Linked DNA regions of Mus musculus: region 1 is linked to region 2. A link is a contact called in public ChIA-PET data. All regions are on one chromosome and are shown on one strand. The core of a region is the stretch at or near the end of the contact, and the rest is flanking DNA. Distances in the headings are between cores, read along the strand shown.

Region 1 (4,288 bases), core at 224-2,723, 140 kb before region 2:
CGGTTTCTCTGTATAGCCACGTCTGTCCTGGAACTCACTGTGTAGACCAGGCTGGCCTCAAATTTAGAAATCAGCCTGCCTCTGCCTCTCAAGTGTTGGGATTAAAGACATATGCCACCCACTCTGGGGATAGAGGCAGGCAGATTTCTGAGTCGAAGACTCAGTTGAAATAAGGAGATCTGACGCCCTTCTGGTCTGGTGTGTGTCTGAAGGCAGCTACAGTGTACTTAATAAATAAATAAATAAATAAATAAATCTTTAAAAAAAAAAAAGGCAGGTGTGGTGGGGCATGCCTTTAATCACAGCACTCCGGAGGCAGAGGCAGGCAGATGTCTGAGTTCGAGCCCAGCCTGGTCTACAAAGTGAGTTCCAGGACAGCCAGGGCTATACAGAGAAACCCTATCTTGAAAAACAAACAAACAAACAAAAAAGCAAAAACAAACGAAGAAACAACCCCGCCCCCCCACCCCCACGTCCCCCCCAAACAACAACTTAGGCTTTCAGTTTAGAAAAATTAAGTTCTGGGTAGGTGAGATGGTTGCTGCCACCATGCCTGACCCAAATTTTCTGGATGGATCGCCCCGCCCCCACCCAGAGCCATTACATAGGAACACTCCCTCCAACACTCCCTCCAGTAAATTAAAAACTAAACACCAAGTTCTGTTACTTTGTCACAGTGCTCGGGCATATTGGATTTTGTCTTTTTTTAAAAAAAATATGTACAATTGGAGACGGAATTTAATTTGTAACACTGAATAAGCTCTTCAGCTTTACCTGTAAAATTGTTTTGTTATTTTTTGAGACATGCTTTCACTACGGAGAGCAAGTTGGCCTCAGATTACAGAGATCTTCCTGACTCTGCCTCCTGAGTGCTGGGATCAAAGACATAGCAACCACGCCCAACTGAAAACGAGCTTTGACATTAAAAAAGAAAAGTCCGTCAGAACTTATGAGCACATAAAGGTCTTGCCCCACTACAGTAGGCCTCTGGATATTTTCTTTCTGTTCCTTGCCATTCATTTCTCTCTCCAGTTCTAATCCAGACCAAACCTAGTCTTTTAGCTGCGTGACCTTGCGCAAGCATCTTTCCCCGGGAAGCCTCGGCGTATTCTCGGTAAAACGAGAAAGTTGGCCTCTGATCTTTGCACACGCTCCCAACTGTGAAGCGGGCTGCAGAGTTTACGGAGCCGACTCCCTCTCCCGGGACTCGATGGTACGGCCCCCGGTCTCCCCCACCCCTCCGCGCCGGACTTTGGTACAGGCCCAGGGGGCCCGCGGTGGCTTCTCTAAGCTGCCCTTGCCCCCCGCCGAGTTCCGGGCCCGACCCCGCGCATGCCGATTGGTTAGAGTGAGGCCCGGGCTGTGCGGCTATAGGTGATCCCGGGGGTGGGCGGGGCTTCGAGGCCGGCCCCTCCCCCTGGTCGGACGCCGTAAGGAGCCGCGGGCGGGCGGGCGGACAGACTGACGGGAGGGCCGGGCGGCGAGCAAGATGGCGCAGACTCAGGGCACCAAGAGGAAAGTCTGTTACTACTACGACGGTGAGCTGCGGGTGGGCGGCGCGGGCCGGGCGTTGGGGAAAGGCTGGGGGAGGAGGCTGGGAGGAGGCTGAAGCCCCGGGGAGGCTGAGGGAAAGTCGAGGCTGAAGGAGGAGGTTGGAGAGAGGAAGTCGAGGCTGAGGCCGGAGATGAGGTGGGGGTCGTGGAAGGGGTAGTCTGCGGTAATCCCGGTGGCGGAGATTCTCGGGGAATCCGACCTGAAGTTGGAGTGGGATTCCTGGAGGGAAGCCTAAGTGGCGGCGGGGATCGGAATATGATGGAGACGGTTTGCCTGGATATCTTCCCCTGCTGAGAATACAAAGGTTTTTCACTGTCCCCATTCACTCTCTCTCTTTTTCTTTCTTTCTTTTGGTGAGTTCTGCAGGACTGGCCACTCATCCCCTCCCCCACTCCATCCCCCAAGTCTATGAGTAGGGCCTGCAGTTGCTAGTTGGGAAATGGGGCTCCCCGGGGATGCAAGAAGAGAGGTGCATGAAACTTGTTAAAACGACTTTTCATTGAGCCAGCGCGAGCATCTTACTCTGTCCTGGGTTGTGTTTCTGTTGGGGCTGGAGGGCTCATCGAGGCACATTTCCTGTGTTGAGTTCCCGTCTGAAGGGGGAGCTAGACAATGTCACAGGTATCTTTCGGTGTTAGCGCTGGGACAAGGGAATGTGGGGTGGAGGAGAACACAGCAGGAGCCTCAGCCCAACCTGAGAGGAGCAGGTTGTGTGTCAGTGCTTAGGACCCAAGAACTGGAGTTACAAGCCAGGCCCTGGCAAGTGGAGCCAACAGCAGGGGGAGGGGACAGCACCTTTATCTGAGAAAGGGTCTCACAGTGTAACTCAGCTGGTCTTGGATTAAGCCCCTTCTTCTTACTCTTGACTCCAGGCTTACACCACTTGGTCCAGCATTTGTGTTTTGGGAATAGCAGTTGAGTTGTTCAGGGGACATCTAGCCAGCCAGCCAGTAGGCGGTTGGCTGTTTAGATCTGAAATTTAGAAGACAGATATTTTTTGGTAATTGTCGGTATAAAATAATTCAGATAGTAATTTTAGCTGGATTAGAAAAGGGTGTTATAACTCCAGTTGTAGAGGGTGAAGAGCTATGTTGATACTTTTTTTTTTTTTTTGGAAATGGCCTCTGTGTAACCCTGGCTAGCCTGGAACTCACTTTGTAGACCAGGTTTGCTTCCTACTGGAAGAGATTTATCCTACCCCCCTCCCGAGTGCTAGGATTAAAGGCATGTGCCACAACCCTGGCCTGTTTTAATTCTGAAGAAGTGGACTAAGAAGGTTCAGTGGTCCTGATTGCTCTTTCACTATGCTGTCTTTCAACTGTTAGCCACATTCCTGTTTCAGTCTTTCCCAGTGCTGTGGGGTGACGGAGCCACCAAGCCTGGTGTCTTCTTGTTTCTGTTCTGTTTTGTTTTTAAGGCAGGGTCTGTCTCTAACAGCCCTAGCTGTCCTGGAAGTTGCTTTGTAGACCAACTAGGCTGGCCTCTGAACTCAGAGAGATCCCCCTGCCTCTGCCTCCTGAGTATTAAAGGGGTGCACCACTGTCTAGCAGCCTCATTTTTTGTTTCGGTTCTTTTTGTTTGTTTGGTTTGGTTTGGTTTGGTTTTGGTTTTTTGAGACAGTTTCTCTGCGTAGCCCTGGCTGTCCTGGAACTTACTCTCTAGACCAGGCTGGCCTCAAACTTAGAAATCCGTCTGCCTCTGGCCACCAAGTGCTGGGAATTTTTTTTCTTCTTCTTGTTTTTTGTAGATAATACATTTCTTGGAGAAAAGTCTCCTTATCTCCACTTCCTAAAAGATTGGGTAGTATAATAGGCATAATTTTTTTAAAGAATTATTTATTTTATGTATGTGAGCACACTGTAGATGTCTTTAGACACACCAGATCTCATTACAGATGGTTGTGAGCCACCATGTGGTTGCTGGGAAACGAACCCAGGACCTCTGGAAGATCAGTATGTGCTCCCAACTGGTGAGCCATCTCTCCAGCCCCATAATTTTTTTTGAGATTATAATAGAATTACATAATTTCCCCTCCTTTTCTCTCTTTTTTTCTTCAAGACAGGATTTCTCTGTATAGCCCTGGCTGTCCTGAAACTGGTGCTGTAGACCACTAGATTGTTCTTGGACTCACAGAGATCCTCCTTTCTCTGCCTCTCAGGTGCTGGGATTAAAGGCCAGCCCTAATACTTCCTTGCAGAGGTTTTCCTTGCTTTGTTAACTGGAGAAAGCAGGGCCCTGAGAGATGGCTCAGTAGTTGGTAGTGTGTACAGCCCTTGCAGAGGACAAAGCTCAGTTCCTAGCATCCACCTTGGGAGGCTCACAGATGCCTGTGACTCCAGCTACAGGGACCCAGCGCCCTCTTCTGGCTTCCACACCGCCCTGCACTCACGGGTACATCCATACCACACACACACACCAGTTTAGAGCATTTCCTACTGAGATGCTGCGCTCAATTCCCAGGGCCCCCCACAGCCACTTGTAACTCCAGTTGGAAGGAATCCAGTGACCTCTTCGCGCTTCAAGTGCTAGATGGGAATGTGGTGCTTGGACATACATGCAGGCAAAACTTCACACACACAAAAGACTGTCCTAGAACTGGTCTATTAGACGAGGCAGCTGTGAACTCAAGGAGATCTGCCACCTAGTTTTCCTGCTGGGACTAAAGCCTGCACTAATGGGGAAGTGCTGGGAGGGATTGGGGCGGAAGCTAGATTGGAGAGAAGAGGATACTTTA
Region 2 (3,751 bases), core at 1,175-3,674:
TTTTTGGTGTTTGTTTGTTTGTTTGTTTGTTTGTTTTGGGTTTTTTTTGGTTTTTTGAGACAGGGTTTCTCTGTGTAGCCCTGGCTGTCCTGGAACTCACTCTGTAGACCAGGCTGGCCTCGAACTCAGAAATCCACCTGCCTCTGCCTCCCAAGTGCTGGGATTAAAGGTGTGCGCCACCAGACCTGGCTGACTGGTACCTTTTATCTACAAAGCCTAAGGTGTTTGTGGGGGTTCTGAATGAGATGTCCCCCCCATAATCTCCAGCATTTGAATACTTGGTCCCCGGTGGTTAGTGTCATTACTTGGGTAGGTTTAGGAGGTGAGGTCTTGCAGGAGGAACTAGGTCACTGGAGTAAGCTTTGAGAGTTTTAAGACTTACCACATGGTTTCTAGTTCCCTCCTTCTGCTCTGGGCTTGTGGTTCAAGAAGTAAGCCCTTAGCTTCTGTTACCACGCCTTTGCTCCACCCACCATGGACTGTAACTCTCTGGAAACTTAAGTCCAAATCAACTCTTTCTACTATGAGTTGCCTTGGTCATGGTGTTTTATTATAGCAATAGAAGAAATACATTGCTCACTAAAGTAAGTGTTCCTTTACAGAATTTGCCTCCCTGTGATCTATTCTGCAAAGTCCTGGACAGGACTGCAGATCTGTTGTTCTTCCTCCGGCAATCTGTAAATATCGCTGGGATTAGAGTGGTGTGTATGGCAGTCAGTCAGTGGAGGACATGATGGATCTGTGGGAGGCTGAGGGGAAGTGGCTAGGAGGATCTGGCCAAGAGAAAGATGATCCTTTTGATCTATTCCAAGGAAATATGCCTGGGTCCTCGGGGGTTGGGGGGGACCCCAAAGAACAAAGAAACAAAGAAAAAAAAAAACAAGACAAAAAAATGACTTGGGTTCTGTCCAGGAAAGACGTTTCCTCAGATGACAGGGCATCCCTTGGGTCAGGCAGCCAAGGTTTCGGGGCTCACCTGGGAATTAGGGCAGGATCAGTTTCATAGATCAAGAAAATCATGGCCTGGAGCTGGGGACATACCTCAGGGTGGAGCACTTGCCTCGCAGGCACAGGACCCCTGGTTCATCCCCAGCATCACCAGAAAAAAATGATGGGACAGAGAGGTGGCATTGCCAGCAGATAAAAGTATTTGCTATTCTTGCAGAGGACCCGGGTTTGATTCCTGACCCCTGTGTGGTAGCTTACAATCATCAGCGACTCCAGTCCCAGGGTATCCAATGCCTTCCTCTGGCCTCTGTAGGCACCAGGTACAATTCACCTGCATGGGCAAACACTCATATACAAAATAAAAAAAGAGTCCTGGCAGGAAGATGTTTGGGGACAATGTAGGTGATAAGGCTACCTAACTTAGGGTGGGATCCTGTGTCCTTGAAAGCCCTAGTAAGCCAGGCTCAGCCTCCTGTCTTTGATAAAACTGATGAAAAAATGCCAATAAACTGGGCAGTGGTGGCACACGCCTTTAATCCCAGCACTCCGGAGGTAGAGGCAGGCAGATTTCTGAGTTCGAGGCCAGCCTGGTCTATAAAATGGGTTCCAGGACAGCCAGGGCTATACAGAGAAACCCTGTCTCAAAAAACAAAACAAAAAAACCCAAAAAAGAAAAAAAAAACAAAAAAGCCAATAAATAGTGAAAAGCAGAAAATTTTAATTTATTCAATAAGGTCACACTGGGATGAGGTGCAAAGAGATAGGGTGGCTGTCCTAGGCCATCTTTCTGGTCCAAACATGGGAGGGGGTATAGTTTCAACTGAGGGCAATCTGTAGACATAATTATTCAGTCCTAGTCAAGGTGAGTTTCTTCCCATCACTGATCCATCACTGCTGGGTTCCAGTTAAAATGTCTTCCATTTTCATGGAGACAGGCCCCGGTTTGGTTGGCAGCAGGATCCAGCCTTTTCCATCTCCCCGTACGAGAAACCTGAGGGAGGAGGGATGGAACTCCAATTTCCAGGGCTTCTTAGTCCCAACAGTCCAGAGAGCCAGAATGAGAGACCCAAACTCCTTTTAGAATCTCCTCTTTCCCTTCAGGCGTTTGTGGACCATCAGGAGACGGTTAGTGACTAAGAGTTGTTTATTATTCAATTCCAAGTCGTTAGAGACAATCGCATGTGGAGGCTGCAAAGGGGACTGGGAGAGCAGGAACTCAATGCTGGTTTAATGTAGCCCAGGCTGGCCTTGAACTACTTGTTCAGTGGAGGGATAACCTTGAACTCTCGATTCTCTTCCAGTTGAGGGCTTTCAGGTATTGTTGAGATTACTGGTGGGCACCGCCACACCTAGTTAAATCGTGCATCAAAACGTTAAATTTTTATGAAGAGACACATCGATGTGTGTTACCTCAATGAAAAGAGAAGTGTAGTTACTGTTTCTGGACTCCAGGAGGACCTCTTGCGGGAGGATGCTCCCCTGGAGACACTGCAGGATAATGGCTGCGCTGTCGCCCAGCCTCCACCCGCCCGCCCGGGGAAAGGCGCCTGAGTCTCCTGGCAGCGACCACGGGGAGGCAGCGGGAATGGGCCGGGGCGTGCCCGCAGCAGGCGGGCGCCAGGACCGGGGGAGGGTCAGATCTGGGCGGTTGATTTATGGAGGATGTGCCGGTCTTGATTCGCTTCTGGCTATGCATCTAAGGCAGGACTATCGCGGAAGTCCTTCTTAGCGCTTGGTATCCAGAGGTCCAGGGTTTAAATCTGTCAGGTCTTATTACTGATAATGTTCACTTTTGTCTTAAATTAAGGTGGTGTCTGCCAGGATTCTTTGCTGGAAAGTTACCCCTGGCAATGGAAACGACGTTCGTACTTAAAATCACCATTTCTCTCCTTTGAAACTTGTTTTTAGGGTTTACTTATTTTACGTGTATGAATATTTTGCCTGTGGGCTTGTGCAACACATGTGCCCCTGGTGCCTGGGTCAGAAGAGAATGTCCGATCCCCTGGAGCTGGAGTTATGGATGGTTGGGAGTTGCTATGTGGGTGCTGGAAGTTGAACCCCAGTGCTCCAGAACAGCAAGGGCTCTAAACCACTAGGCCATCTTTCCAAACACTCTTGTTCTTTTTAAACATTTTAAACATAATATTTATTTTTAAATGCAGACTCCCCATTTCTGATTTTATTCCTGATTGTAATCTGTTGCTGTCATTCACATTTAATGCTCTGAGTCAGGCCAATGAAAGCCTCTTCAGGACAGCTGTCTGTGTTTCTAGTTGATGTGTCTCCACTGTTCTCTGGCTGCGTTCTTCCCTCTGATACAGGATGCTCTGGCCTCATCTTCTGTACTTCCCTACCCGGCTTAGGCTTAGAATCAGGTACTTCTCCGGAGAGCCCTGGTTCTGCTGAGTAAACAATGTGATATCTTGAGACAGGATCTTCCTTGGTTTGTATTTTGGGGTCTCCTGCCTCTGTCTATAAATGCTAGGATTATAGATAGGTACCACAAGGTCTACAGGGAGTGGGGATTTAGAACTCGATCTGAGCCCTGGGTGGTGTGCTGGTGCATACCTGTAATCCCACCACTGGGAGAATGGAGACAGGAAAATGTGGATGAACTCCTCTAAGTTGACTCCATCTTTAAAAAAAAAAAGGCCAGTCATGGTGAGTAGCGCATACCTTTAATCCCAGCACCTAAAGGCAGAGATAAGACAGTCCACATATTGAGTTGTGAGTTTCAGGCCAGCCAGGGCTAAAGAAGGGGTGAGGAAGAGGAGGAGGAGGAGGAGAAAAGGTAGATGGCCGG

What was found. ChIA-PET counts read pairs in DNA pulled down with a chosen protein or histone mark.
Region 1: a contact with region 2 is called in an RNA polymerase II ChIA-PET map of memory CD8 T cells, with 57 read pairs. The contact joins the promoter of Hdac1 here to the enhancer-like site in region 2. A contact is called at or near these places in 2 of 39 promoter capture datasets (hippocampal neurons and pre-B cells), 1 of 15 datasets of contacts at CTCF or cohesin (the NIH/3T3 cell line), 1 of 484 Hi-C or Micro-C datasets (nephron progenitors), 3 of 115 datasets of contacts at active chromatin or transcription factors (embryonic stem cells and memory CD8 T cells) and 1 of 9 other capture datasets (adipose tissue).

Annotation. Positions count from the first base shown.
Region 1 is chr4:129,539,831-129,544,118 of GRCm38.p6, reverse strand. Hdac1 (histone deacetylase 1) reads left to right here and starts at 1,473. Exons shown (of 14, transcript NM_008228.2): 1 at 1,473-1,538. The coding sequence starts at 1,490.
Region 2 is chr4:129,405,389-129,409,139 of GRCm38.p6, reverse strand. No RefSeq gene overlaps it. Among named protein-coding and RNA genes, the nearest start is that of C330020E22Rik, 25 kb to the right of the region's middle. Within about 2 kb of position 2,424, at least 130 of the 459 cell types and tissues checked have an H3K27ac peak or open chromatin away from gene starts, as enhancers often do. A contact at or near this core is called in embryonic stem cells, hippocampal neurons, memory CD8 T cells and 1 more, where this site is marked.